Regions from separate parts of the Mus musculus genome. Here regions 2, 3 and 4 are each linked to region 1. A link is a contact called in public HiChIP or PLAC-seq and promoter capture Hi-C data. All regions are on one chromosome and are shown on one strand. Each heading gives the region's core, a stretch centred on a gene start, on an enhancer-like site or on the middle of the called end of the contact. The rest is flanking DNA. Distances are from core to core; before and after follow the strand shown. Region 1 holds the start of Pwwp3a (PWWP domain containing 3A, DNA repair factor). Region 2 holds the start of Hcn2 (hyperpolarization-activated, cyclic nucleotide-gated K+ 2). Region 3 holds the start of Fstl3 (follistatin-like 3). Region 4 holds the start of Plppr3 (phospholipid phosphatase related 3).

Region 1 (2,930 bases), core at 323-2,822:
TACTAAATGGATGGGTTGATTAGTAAACGGCTAAACTGATGAATGGGTTGGTTAACTGGTGACTGGGTTTAACTAATTCCTTACATTACCATCTTTTGCTCACTGCTTCTGCTTCAATTGTGAACCTATAGAACCAACCTTGCTGAGAGACCTGGCCATCCCATGCATCCCACGGACACGCTCACACCACCCACTCACCCACATCCCCTCCACCACGCATAACCTCCAAGCTTATGCAGACCAGTAATGCTTGGTGGTGACAATGTGACAATCCTCACTTCAAGAGAATTACCTGAGAATCAGTGGCCTAGAACACACACACACTGCCCACTTTGGCCAGTGCTGTCAGGAGACCCTAGTACTGCCATCTAAGCTTCTGGGCCTGGGATTCCTGACCCCATGTCACTTGTGGCACAAGCCACCATCCTAATGACACCCAGGGTGCAGGCCCGTCATCTCACCTCTGTGGCCAACAACAACACTTGTTCTCCATCTGTAATAAGCACAGTAGAAAAACACTTAGGTTGGAGAGATGGCTCTTCCAGAGGATGGAGGTTCAAATCCCAGCACCCACGTGGCCCCTCACAACTTCCTGTAGTACTCCAAGATCTGATGGCTTCACACAGACATGCATGCAGGCAAACGCCAATGCGCATGAAATGGGAATAAGTAAACCATTTTAAAAAGGAAAAACAGTCATGAGAGACCAGGTCAGTGACATTGCTCAGGTGAGCAGCCTAACTGCCTTAGTTAAGAATTTGAGTGTGAACCTCACCTGCAGTGGTGGCACACGCCTTTAATCCCAGCATTTGGCAGGCAGAGGCAGGTAGAGTTTGAGGCCAGCCTGGTCTCTACAAAGTGAGTACCAGGACAGCCACAGCTATACAGAAAGATCCTGTCTCAAAAAAACAAAAACAAAAACATTTGTCGGCAGCCAAACTGGAAACTTCCAGTTCTAGAAAAGTCCATGGATACAGGTCCTGGATGCAGCCCCCCTCCCTCCCAGTCGCTGACTATGCTTGGGGACCTAGGTATGAGGCCATCTCACATTCTATTTTCCACTTCAGGACTTGGGCATCCTCACTGGATGGCTTTTTTTTTTTCCCACATAGGTGGGATAACTTCCTTCTGGGGTGGGAATCGGGTTACTTCGGAAGCTGGAAGGTACTAGAAGTCTGTGAGGAGCTCGTGAGGCCTTCGCCTTCCCAACCCCCCTCTGTCTTCGCATAGCTGCTCGCAGGCGGAAATCTGTCTGGAAAAAGGGCCCACTTTCCGTCTCAGGAACCATTGCAGGATGTAGGAAAACTGGGGCGTGGACTACGGGCTGAGGCGTGGTCTAGGGAGGCCGCCGCCGTCTGTGGGAGGGGCCATGATGTGAGCTCCATCTTCTTATTGGCCAGCAGCGGGGGGTGGGACTTGGAGCGGGCCTCCCGGTCTACCCTGCCTCGGGCCCAGGGGGAGCCCTCGCCGCGCACTCCACAAGTTGGGCAGGAGGGAAGGCGGTGGAGGGCGTGACCGATGGGCTGAGGCGTGGCCCGCAGGAGGTGGCGCGCTCTTGGGGGGCGGGGTCGAGGCGCAGGTACGCAGTTCCCATTGGGCGGCGGCGCGGGCGGGACTCGGCGCCGCTGTGAGGCAGGCCCCGCCCCTAGCCCGCGGGGATCTGCGCGGCGGCGGAGGCGGTGAGCGCGCGGGCTTGCGGCGGCGGTTGGCGGGCGGGCTTCCGCCGTTGGGACCGCCGCGGCCTGGTCGCTCAGGCTCGGACGCCGCGTCAGGCGGGCTGGGTGGGTGAGCCCGCTGCGGCCTGGGGAGGGCCGGGCGGGGTGCAGGCGGAGAGCCTGGGGAAGGGCGGCGGCTGGGCTGGACCAGCTGGGCCGCGTCCGGTTCTGCGCAGGGCCCACGTGCGGCCGAGGCCCCTGGGGGGCTGAGAACCTCGTTTCCTGGTGCAAACCCTGTGTTTCTGACCTAAGTCCCCTTCTCTGCAGCCTGAGCCCCATCCCTGCCGAGAGCCTCGTATTTCCGGCCTGATCCCTATCTTCTGCAGCCTGAACCCCGTATTTCCGGCCTTATATCTCTCTTCTGCAACCTGAGCCCCGAGTTTCCTACCTTATACCCCTTTTTTGCAGCCTGAACCCGTGTCCTTGCTAAGACCCCGAGTTTCCTGCTGGAGGCCCCTTATTGACCGGATACCTCGACCTCTGCAGTATCAACCCAACATTACACACATACACACACACACCCCGTGCCGCCTGAATCGTGAATTTACTGCTTGGTACCCTGTCTCAGCAGCCTGAATTTATGTCCTTGCTGAAAATTCTGGATTTCTTGCCTTATTTCTTCCCTTTGACCCCCTCTCTGCAGTCTAAGCCCCCAATTTGCTGCTCGAACCTTATCCCTGTTGTGAACTCTGAGTTTCATGTCAGAATCGCAGTCTCCGCGCCCAAACTCCCTCTAGCCTGACCTCCCATTCATTGCTGTAAACCCTATATTTCCTGCTGAACTCAAGTTTCTGCAGCTTGAATCTCAGTTCCTCTGTGAACCCCATCTTTGTTTCCCTACTGCAAACCCCACCTCTTTTACCTGACTCCTACCTGAACCTCTTTCTTTGCTATGGACATATTTGCTGCCCAAACCCCAGTCCTTGTTACCTGAGCCTCATCTTTTGTTGTCTGAGTTCCCATAACGCTGCAGAGCCCTTGTTATCTCCTGAAACCCCACCCTGCTTTAATGAACTCCCATCCTTGCTGGGAACCCTGTTCCCCCAACTCTGCTGCCTGTAATCCCTCTGGAAAACCTTTCCTGCTTCTACGATCCCTTCTACTACATAAACCCTTGTTTCTGCTGGTAGTTCCCTTGTTCCTGCCGTCCTTCCTGCTGCTTTGGTCCCCCTTCCCCCATCTTTCCATTTCTGTTCACAGCCCTGGCTGCTTCTG
Region 2 (2,930 bases), core at 233-2,732, 510 kb before region 1:
GCCCAGCTGACATCTTCCCAGGGTGAACATAAAAGATCCCCCTTCATCTGGAACAGGCATGTGCCCTGGGGCGGAGCAGCCTGGCACTGTCAACTGTGATGTTCAAAAGTGGAGGCCAGAGGGGTGCCAGGGGCAGCTCCAGAGTCCCCGGGGTCGGGGCAGCCCATCTGTGTCAGATGAGGGCATGCAGCTGGCATGGCACATCCAACATCACTGGACACCTACTGTGAGCAGACAGAAGTCATAGCCCCATTCTTGAGACACTCAACCAATAGCTAAATATGAGGTCAGGCCAGAAACAGTGAAGGCTGTAGGGACCTTGATGACCCATAAAGGGCTGGAAGGGTCCAAGAGAAGTTAAGAGGGACCCAGAAGATCTAAAAGGGTCTAGAAAGGGTCCAGAAGCATCCAGGGGAGTTTGTAAAAGGTCAGAAGGATTTAAGTGAACTTAGGGTCCAGGGAAATAAGGGAGAATCTAAGGATGCCCAGAGGGGACATAAGAAGGTCCCAAGAGTCTCCTGAATGAGAACTTTCTTCCCACCAGTTCACAGCTATTCTTCCCCTGTATTTCCTCCCTTCTCCCCAACATCCTGTCATAAAATCCTCTCCACTCTTTGGTGAAGAAGGGTGGGAATTTAGAGTCAGAACTAGTGTCACCTGGCTCCAGCCTCAGGCCACAGCCTTAGGACCCCCAGGAGCCAATGTCTCCCCGGACCTGGGGTAAAGTGTGGAATGTAACTGATGCCTGAGTCAAGGTGGCAGAGAGTAGGGGTCGGGTATATGTACAGAGGCAGAAGTTGAACCAGGATCCCCTGGAGACCGCTAAGGACTACCTAACCTGGGATCCTCACTTTTTAAGGGAGAAGTCGCCAGAAGCCACAGGAGTCTTGCTACTGTTTTTGTTGCCTGACCATGCCTCAGTTTCCCCACAAGTAGGGCTTGGAGATGGGCTGAGATTAGAACCCAGAATGATCTCAGCCCTTCTCACAAATATTCATAGGTTTCTGCCTTGGAGGCGGTGAAAGCGACAGAGCCAGAGATATGGTAGCCTCCGGGAACACACTTTTATTATGGAATCTGCCACCTTGAACCGAGAAAGGAGTTGGCACCCGAGGGGTGAGCGTCAGCGGTTGCCCCGCCCGCGGTGTCCTCGAGATCGCGGAGGAACCCCAGAGTGGACCAGGGCTTGGTCTGCATCGTGCGTCAAGGCAGGGGCCCGCCGGCTGGGCTCTGTGACCTTGGGTTCGTCCTTGGCCTCAGTTTCCCCCTGGGGAACCGAGCCTGAGCGCATCTCCAAGGTCTCAAGGGGCTGACTGACCTTGAGCCTGCTTGCTGGCCAGAGCCTCAGTTTCCCCATCCATCCCTGTGTGGGGTGAGGGTGGTTCAGGTGGAGGCGGGGCTCCCGCCCCCGCCCCTCCCCCGCAAGCAGAGGCTCCACCCCCGGCTCCGCCCTCCCTCGGGCTCGGCCGGCGGCGGCGGCGGCCGCTCCGCTCCGCACTGCCCGGCGCCGCCTCGCCATGGATGCGCGCGGGGGCGGCGGGCGGCCGGGCGATAGTCCGGGCACGACCCCTGCGCCGGGGCCGCCGCCACCGCCGCCGCCGCCCGCGCCCCCTCAGCCTCAGCCACCACCCGCGCCACCCCCGAACCCCACGACCCCCTCGCACCCGGAGTCGGCGGACGAGCCCGGCCCGCGCGCCCGGCTCTGCAGCCGCGACAGCGCCTGCACCCCTGGCGCGGCCAAGGGCGGCGCGAATGGCGAGTGCGGGCGCGGGGAGCCGCAGTGCAGCCCCGAGGGCCCCGCGCGCGGCCCCAAGGTTTCGTTCTCATGCCGCGGGGCGGCCTCCGGGCCCTCGGCGGCCGAGGAGGCGGGCAGCGAGGAGGCGGGCCCGGCGGGTGAGCCGCGCGGCAGCCAGGCTAGCTTCCTGCAGCGCCAATTCGGGGCGCTTCTGCAGCCCGGCGTCAACAAGTTCTCCCTGCGGATGTTCGGCAGCCAGAAGGCCGTGGAGCGCGAGCAGGAACGCGTGAAGTCGGCGGGGGCCTGGATCATCCACCCCTACAGCGACTTCAGGTGCCGCCTCCGGGAGGGGCCCGTCCTTGGCGCGCCCGGGAGAGGGCGGGGCGCCACGTCCCGGATGGTGACCTCGGGGTGGTGGCAGTTCGAGTCACCGGGCCGAGGATGGGGGGTAGTCCCCTCGCGGTGACCTCGGGCTCGACCCGGACCCACCCCCGAGGGACCCTGGTGTGCAGAGGGTCCGCCCTTTTGGAGGCCTGGAGTGAGGGGGTCCTTGGCGCTCCCCCTCCCGCGCGCCCTAGTTGCAGTGGGCGAGAACCGCGGCCTCAGGGCCAGGGTCTGAGCGCATAGGGGTGGAGAGGACGAATAGAGGGGAACGTGGGTGCCCGTAGGCCGCGGAGCAGAAATGAGGGTGGAAAGATGGGTAGAAAGGAGAAAGGAAGAAAAAGGAGGAGGAAGGAAAAGAAGGGAAGGAAAGAAGGAAGAAATAAGGAAGGACGCATGGGAAAGGACGCGCTCGGGAGGCCTCGGGGAGGGCGTTATTAAGCGGGCGCCTCGCGTTCCCACGGTCTCCACTTGCGCCCGGGGCGGGCGCGTTCCGAGTACCCACACATCCCGGGTGTGTGGCTACGGACGTGGCCTGAGTTGGCTGCTGCGTGCAGCGAAAGAAGCTGGCGTAGGGCCATGACCCGAGTGTTTGCGTCTGTCTCTCCTTTCCGAGCGAGCTTGTGATGTGATGCCCGAGAGGGTCCTGGGGAGGCGTGTTTCGGTGGATCAAGGGGAGGCGTGTCCCTAGAGGTGTGGCTGGTGGGTCTCTAGAAGTACCTGTTGGGATGCTAGCTGTGCGCGCGCGTGTGTCCCGAGTGGGTGTACACTCGAGGGCCATAGGGAGAGCTGCGTGCAAGGGATGCAGGCTAAT
Region 3 (2,930 bases), core at 316-2,815, 450 kb before region 1:
ACCGTATAACTCTGGATGGCCTTGAACCCACAGAGCTTGCCTCTGCCTCCCAAGATCTGGGAGTAGAGGTGTAGTCCACCAAGCCAGACCACTGAGCTATCCTATCCTGTTTCTTCAAAGTATTTTTTTTTTTTGAGACAGGGTTTCTCTGTATAGCCCTGGCTGTCCTGGAACTCACTCTGTAGACCAGGCTGGACTTGAACTCAGAAATTCGCCTGCCTCTGCCTCCCGAGTGCTGGAATTAGTATTTCTTCTTCTTTTTTTTTTTAAAGATTATTTATTTTATGTATGTGAGTACAATGCTGCTGTTTTCAGACACACCAGAAGAGGACATTACAGATGGTTGTGAGCCACCATGTGTGAATTGAACTCAGGACCTCTAGAACACCAGTCAGTGCTCTTTAAGTGAGCCATCTCTCCAGCTCCCATCCTGTTTCTTAGATAGAGTCTTTCTGGCCTGTGCTCTCTTTGTAAACCAGATTGAACTTGAATTTGTGGCCCCCATAAGTGCTGGGATTCTGGGGTACAACTCCTGCCGGATGATTTTTTTTTCCTATGTGCACATATCCATTCACAGAGGCCAGAAGACATCAGGTGTCCCCTCTCTCACATCTGGCCTTATTCCTTTGAGACAAGAGTCTCTCACTGAAGTTGCAGGTATGGTGACCAGCAAGCCCCAGCAATCCTCCTGTCTCCACCCCCACATACCTGGGATTACAGGCGTCCTTGCCCCACATTGGCTTTTTACATGGATGCTGGAGATTTGAACTCAGGTCTTCCTGTCTCTGAAGCAATCAGTCTTAACCCCTGAGCCATCCTCTAAACTCTGGGTTTGGCTTCGTTTTCCCTTTTTGAGTCAGGGTCTCAGGTAGCCCAGGCTAGCCTTGAATTCCCTGTGTAGCTGAGAATGTCCTTGAACTCTTGATCCACCAGCCGTTACCTCCTGAGAGCTGGAATGGCAGGTGTGCACCATCCCTTTTGTGCCGGTGGACTCCAGGGCCTGTGTGAGCTGGGGGAGCACTCTAGCTCCCACGGAGCTAGCTACAGACAACCTCAACTTTAGTTTGATGCACTCTGAAGCCCTAGCTGGCCTCAAACTCACAGCAATCCTCCTGCTTCAGCCTCCAAAGGCTAGAATGGTAGGTATGAGTCTTTAAATAGTTTGGAACAGCATGGGGACACCCTTTGCAACCGTGGGTACTGTCATGGTGAAGGTTAGGCAAGAGGCTAAAGAGACCAGATGGTAACCTCAATACCCGCTTAGCCCAGGTGGGGCTTCTCACCTGCACCCCAGAGATCCCCAAAGGAACACTGGACACCTGGAGGTGTCCACCTCCCAGGACATGCCCTCCGGGCCACACTTTGTGACCTGACCCCATTGTGGACTGTTCTTCCTAGACAACTGTCTGGTTCCCAGATGGGACACGGCCTGCCCCCGGTGGCCACCCCCGCGCAGGCCCGGGCCCTGCGCCTCGGGGACACGTCCGTCCCGCTGCGCCCCGCCCCGCCCGCCGCCGGCCCCGCCCGCCCTGGGCTTTTATAGGCCGAGGCGTCTGCACTCGCTGAGTCCCCGCTGCTGCCCAACACTCGCCATGCGTTCTGGGGCACTGTGGCCGCTGCTTTGGGGAGCCCTGGTCTGGACAGTGGGATCCGTGGGCGCCGTGATGGGCTCCGAGGATTCTGTGCCCGGTGAGTGGGGCTGGGCGGAAGGGGCGGGCGAGCGGGCCACCCACGTGGCCTGAGGAATGCGGCAGGGGGATGTCTGGGGTGTGCTCTGGCTGGGTGGGCGAATGCGGGACTCCACGCCTCCAGCCTCAAAAGAGGACTGACATTTATTTATTGAGCTCTTACTGTTTACATGCTTTCCCATGAGTCCACAGAACAGCCGAAACTTGTGGGTACTTTTTCCTCCCCGTTTTCAGGATAGGTAAACTGAGGCCCAGGGTCATGAACCTTTTAAGTGACGTGGTAGGTGGCTCTGTAGGCCCTAGAGAGACATCTCTGGGTGGCTGGCCCTGCTAATGCCACTTAGGCAGAGGGTTTCAGGAGTCTCTGGATGAGATGCCTCAGGTAGAATGGTATACCTGCATCTGGCCAGGAGAGCTCCAGCCTCAGTCTCCCTTTTTGTAAAGCCTTTGCAGAGGTGCTGGGGCCCAGTTCATGGAAGGCGTTCGGCAGTGTCTCTTGAGCAAGAATGAGTTCTGATGGGGGCGGGGGGGGGGGGGGAGGTGTGCGGCTGTCTTCACTTAAGGGTGAAGAAAGCCAAAGGTTCTGTGTTCTAGCCCCTACCAGCCCTGCAAGGCTGCTGCCCTCCAAGGGAGCCAAGCCCCCTCCCCTAGGGCCGCGTCCCCCGTCCCTGTCCCAGGGGAGTGAGCTCACGCAGAGGGAATGTTCCCCAGTTGGAGTGAGTAAGAGGCGGGTCAGGCGAGGGGGGGCTGCAAGCCGGGGGCTCGGCTGTCCTGGGCACTGTCTAGACAGAGGGCAGAGGCGGGAAGCCAGTGCAGGCCCACAGACCCTCACATGCCGAGCGCCTGGCATTTGAAGGGGCTGGGCAGGGTGCCAGTTCTCAGGCCTGGAGGCCAGGCGGGAGTTGGTGGTGGAGCACTCGGGTGCGGCTCAGAGGAGAAGGGTTCCCTCCACAGAAGAGCTCGAGCCACAGCTGTGGCTTTCTGCCCTTTCTTCCTGTACAGGGCATTTAGGATAGCTATGGACATCTCTGAATTGGCTGGGGGAATTAGATCTGAGGTGTTGGGGGTTAGTTGGGAGTTTGTTCCACAAAGATCATGTATAGGGATAATTCTTAGGTAGAGATGGGGTCTGGAGCTTCCCCATTCCTCCTCCTCCTTCCAAATAGGTGGCGTGTGCTGGCTCCAGCAGGGCAGAGAGGCCACCTGCAGTCTGGTGCTGAAGACTCGTGTCAGCCGGGAGGA
Region 4 (2,930 bases), core at 114-2,613, 350 kb before region 1:
TTCTGGTGAGAGTGGGTCTGAGGGGCTGGGCAGAGCCTTGGAGTGGGCTATAGTCACCCTTAAATGTCATGTTGGGACATAAGCATTCCCCCTAATGCTCTGTGGCTCACACAGGTCACCTGCTGAGGACAGAAGGCTGGGCTCCAGCCTGATCAGGGGCTTCTGAGACTCTGCCTGGCTCACAGCTTCTGCCATTCAAAGGAAACCGCAACCCTCCACACTTAGTATGCACCAAGTGAATGCATTTATTGTTTTCTATTTTTAGATGCTTTCAGCTCTCCACCACAGCTGTCTGGATTCACCGAGGGGTTGACGAGCTCTGGTGGAGATTGGGCGTGGGGCACACAGTCATGCCATTAGAAGAGTGCTTGAATTTAGACGCACCTCGGGTACTGCAGAGCCAAGTACCCAGCACCCACCCACCCTCACTAGTTGGGGCTTGTTCACCTCCAATGCCCCAATTTCCAGCACACACCCCCCCGCCCCCAATTGAGCTTCTCAACCCTGTCCTTAAAGGAACGCCCAGCATCCTAGCATTCCCCCATCTGTTCCCACATTCTAAAGGACCTTTCTGAGGCTTTGCAACTCCTACTCGACCTGTAAAACCCTGTGCCTTTGGAACCAGCCTCATCCCCATCTCAACTCCAGGTGGCCTGGTTCCGCGGTGCGGGTTCCTGTTCCTGCAGCATGAAGTGGACGGTCTCAGAAGCTCCCTGCCACGAAGATCTCTCACCGCGACCCCCACTCACCTCCACGAAATAAAAGCAAGGCAGGAGTGTCATGCTGTCCTTCGGCGTTTTATTCTTCTCCTTCATAGCAAGCATGGTGACGTTGGCGCTGTAGGCCGAGATTGCAGGGGGACAAAGGCAGGCTGGAGACTAGGAGCTGCGCAGATGGAGTCTCCAGGTGGGGAGATAAGGGTTAGCCAAGAGGGCTCGGGGAAACTGAGGCTGGAGCAGAGGGGGAACTTGGGGAAGGGAGAGGCCGGAGCCCCCGCGCGCGCACGCGGCTCGTTCACCTGGAGGGAGCAAGGAGGGCGGAGTCCCTTGCAAAGCGCGGACACAAAGCCAGGGTCCCCGCGTGGGAGGGACGCGAGGCCCGGGCGCGGTGTGCGGCGCGTGAGCTCTTTGTCTGCGCGCTCTGCAGCCCGCTCGGCCCCGCCCCAACCCCGCCCCCGGCTTGGGCGCCTCCGCCTCCCACTCTGCGGGTCTCAGGGTCTCTGGCCCTGCGCGGGGACCGCAATCTGGGTCTCGTCCCTGCCCCTTGCGCGTGCCTTCTGTGCGCCTTGCGCGAGCACGGTTGATCTCCGGGACCTAGGAGCGCGCGGCGCAGTGTGGGGAAGGCGAGATCCCGCGCCCCGCGCCTCCAGTTGCCTCCCTGCGTCTCACGGTCGCCGATTCCTCGGCCCCCACGCCTTCCGTGCCCGCGGCTCGCTGGAGTCCGTTTCCATGGTGAGGTCCCTGGGCGCCTGAGCAAAAGGAGACAAAGACACAGGGGTGGAGGGGCTGTCCTCTACCTTCTCTCCCCCTCGTCCCCGTCCCACCTCTCCTCTGTCCAACCACCAGGGCCACCTCACCCTCCTGACCCTGGGCAGTTGATGCCTTGAGGATAAAGGACTGTAATGTGCACTTATGCAGTGCTTGCTGTTTTCAAGGGTTTCCTCTCCACAGAGGCAGTCCTGTAAATGTACCCACTGGTTGACCCCACCCCATCCTGGATGGGACAAACTGAGGCCCTAAGATGTTAGATCGGAATAGTCACTATCTGCTGAGCACCTACTGTATACCAGGCCCTTAACAAACTCTTGTGACCCACTGGGAAGTGGGACTTAGGCTGACAGACCCTGCAACTCTCTGTTGAAAGCTGAGTGTAGTGGTACACGGCTGACGTCCCAGTATTCAAGAGGCTGAGTCTGGAGGATTGTTGTAAGTCCCAGCCCAGCCTGGCCTACACAGTGAGACTCTGTCTTAAAATCATTAAAAAGGGAGTGGTGTGGAGGCCAGAGCGATGTCTCAATCTGTAAAGCACTTGTGCTGCAGGCGTGAGGACCTGAGTTCGAATCCCTCTGCCCTGGGTACAGGAGGAAGGCAGGATCACCAGGACTCTCCAGCCACCATCTCACCTAAGCAGCAAGCAGCAAGCCAAGGAGAGACCCTGTCCCCAAAGGTCAGGTCAAGCTAGGGTTGGTCTCAGGGACCAAGAAGCCTGCTTGTGTTCCTCTCTCTTTCTGTGAGACTGGCGGGGGGATTCCATGGGGTCAGCCTGCATAGTGACACCCTCTTTCAAAAAAACCAAAAAGGGCCTTTGAAAGGACCCATGAGCACACAGAGGCTGTAGGGCTCACGTATAAACATGAGCACGCAGGACTGCAGGGCTCAAATATAAACACGAGCACGCAGGCACCGCAGGGCTCACGTATAAATATTATGGGTTTATTCTCACTGTCTCAATGCTTTCCCCAAACTGACTGCTGTGTTCCCAGACTCTACCTCAGCCTCATGTTTTCTGAGTTTCCTCATGGGAACAGCAAGCTCCCCAGGCCTGATGGCCATACAGAGACACCCAGCACAAAAGGAGCAGCAAAGAGGAGCTGGTGGTGTGTGTGCAGTTTTCAGTCACGTAAGGCAGGAGAATTGCTGTGAGTTTTGATATAACCTGCTCTATAGACTGAGATTGTGACTCAAAACAAAAAAAGAAATAAAAACAAAAACAGTGGGCCGAAGGTGGTGGCGCACGCCTTTAATCCCAGCACTCAGGAGGCAGAGGCAGGCGGATTTCTGAGTTCGAGGCCAGCCTGGTCTACAGAGTGAGAACCAGGACAGCCAGGGCTACACAGAGAAACCCTGTCTCGAAAAACCAACAAAACAAAACAAAACCCAACAAAACAAAACAAAAACAAAAAGAGTGTGGTGGTCCCAGCCTGTCTTTCC

What was found. Promoter capture Hi-C pulls out the DNA fragments that hold promoters and counts their contacts. HiChIP or PLAC-seq counts read pairs in DNA pulled down with a chosen protein or histone mark.
Region 2: a contact with region 1 is called in a FOXA1 HiChIP or PLAC-seq map of pancreatic cancer cells. The contact joins the promoter of Hcn2 here to the promoter of Pwwp3a in region 1. A contact is called at or near these places in 2 of 39 promoter capture datasets (liver and pre-B cells) and 2 of 115 datasets of contacts at active chromatin or transcription factors (embryonic stem cells and pancreatic cancer cells).
Region 3: a contact with region 1 is called in a FOXA1 HiChIP or PLAC-seq map of pancreatic cancer cells. The contact joins the promoter of Fstl3 here to the promoter of Pwwp3a in region 1. A contact is called at or near these places in 2 of 39 promoter capture datasets (liver and pre-B cells) and 1 of 115 datasets of contacts at active chromatin or transcription factors (pancreatic cancer cells).
Region 4: a promoter capture Hi-C map of liver shows a contact between it and region 1, with 2.6 times the contacts expected there. The contact joins the promoter of Plppr3 here to the promoter of Pwwp3a in region 1. A contact is called at or near these places in 8 of 39 promoter capture datasets (the C10 cell line, cranial neural crest, embryonic stem cells and 4 more), 4 of 115 datasets of contacts at active chromatin or transcription factors (embryonic hindbrain, embryonic stem cells, fetal liver and 1 more) and 2 of 9 other capture datasets (embryonic stem cells and liver).

The regions. Positions count from the first base shown.
Region 1 is chr10:80,225,026-80,227,955 of GRCm38.p6, forward strand. Pwwp3a (PWWP domain containing 3A, DNA repair factor) reads left to right here and starts at 1,573. Exons shown (of 14, transcript NM_023431.5): 1 at 1,573-1,679.
Region 2 is chr10:79,715,152-79,718,081 of GRCm38.p6, forward strand. It overlaps Hcn2 (hyperpolarization-activated, cyclic nucleotide-gated K+ 2), which reads left to right and starts at 1,483. Exons shown (of 8, transcript NM_008226.2): 1 at 1,483-2,068. The coding sequence starts at 1,518.
Region 3 is chr10:79,775,709-79,778,638 of GRCm38.p6, forward strand. Fstl3 (follistatin-like 3) reads left to right here and starts at 1,566. Exons shown (of 5, transcript NM_031380.2): 1 at 1,566-1,689; 2 at 2,855-2,930. The coding sequence starts at 1,593.
Region 4 is chr10:79,873,271-79,876,200 of GRCm38.p6, forward strand. Plppr3 (phospholipid phosphatase related 3) reads right to left here and starts at 1,364. Exons shown (of 7, transcript NM_181681.2): 1 at 750-1,364. The coding sequence starts at 824.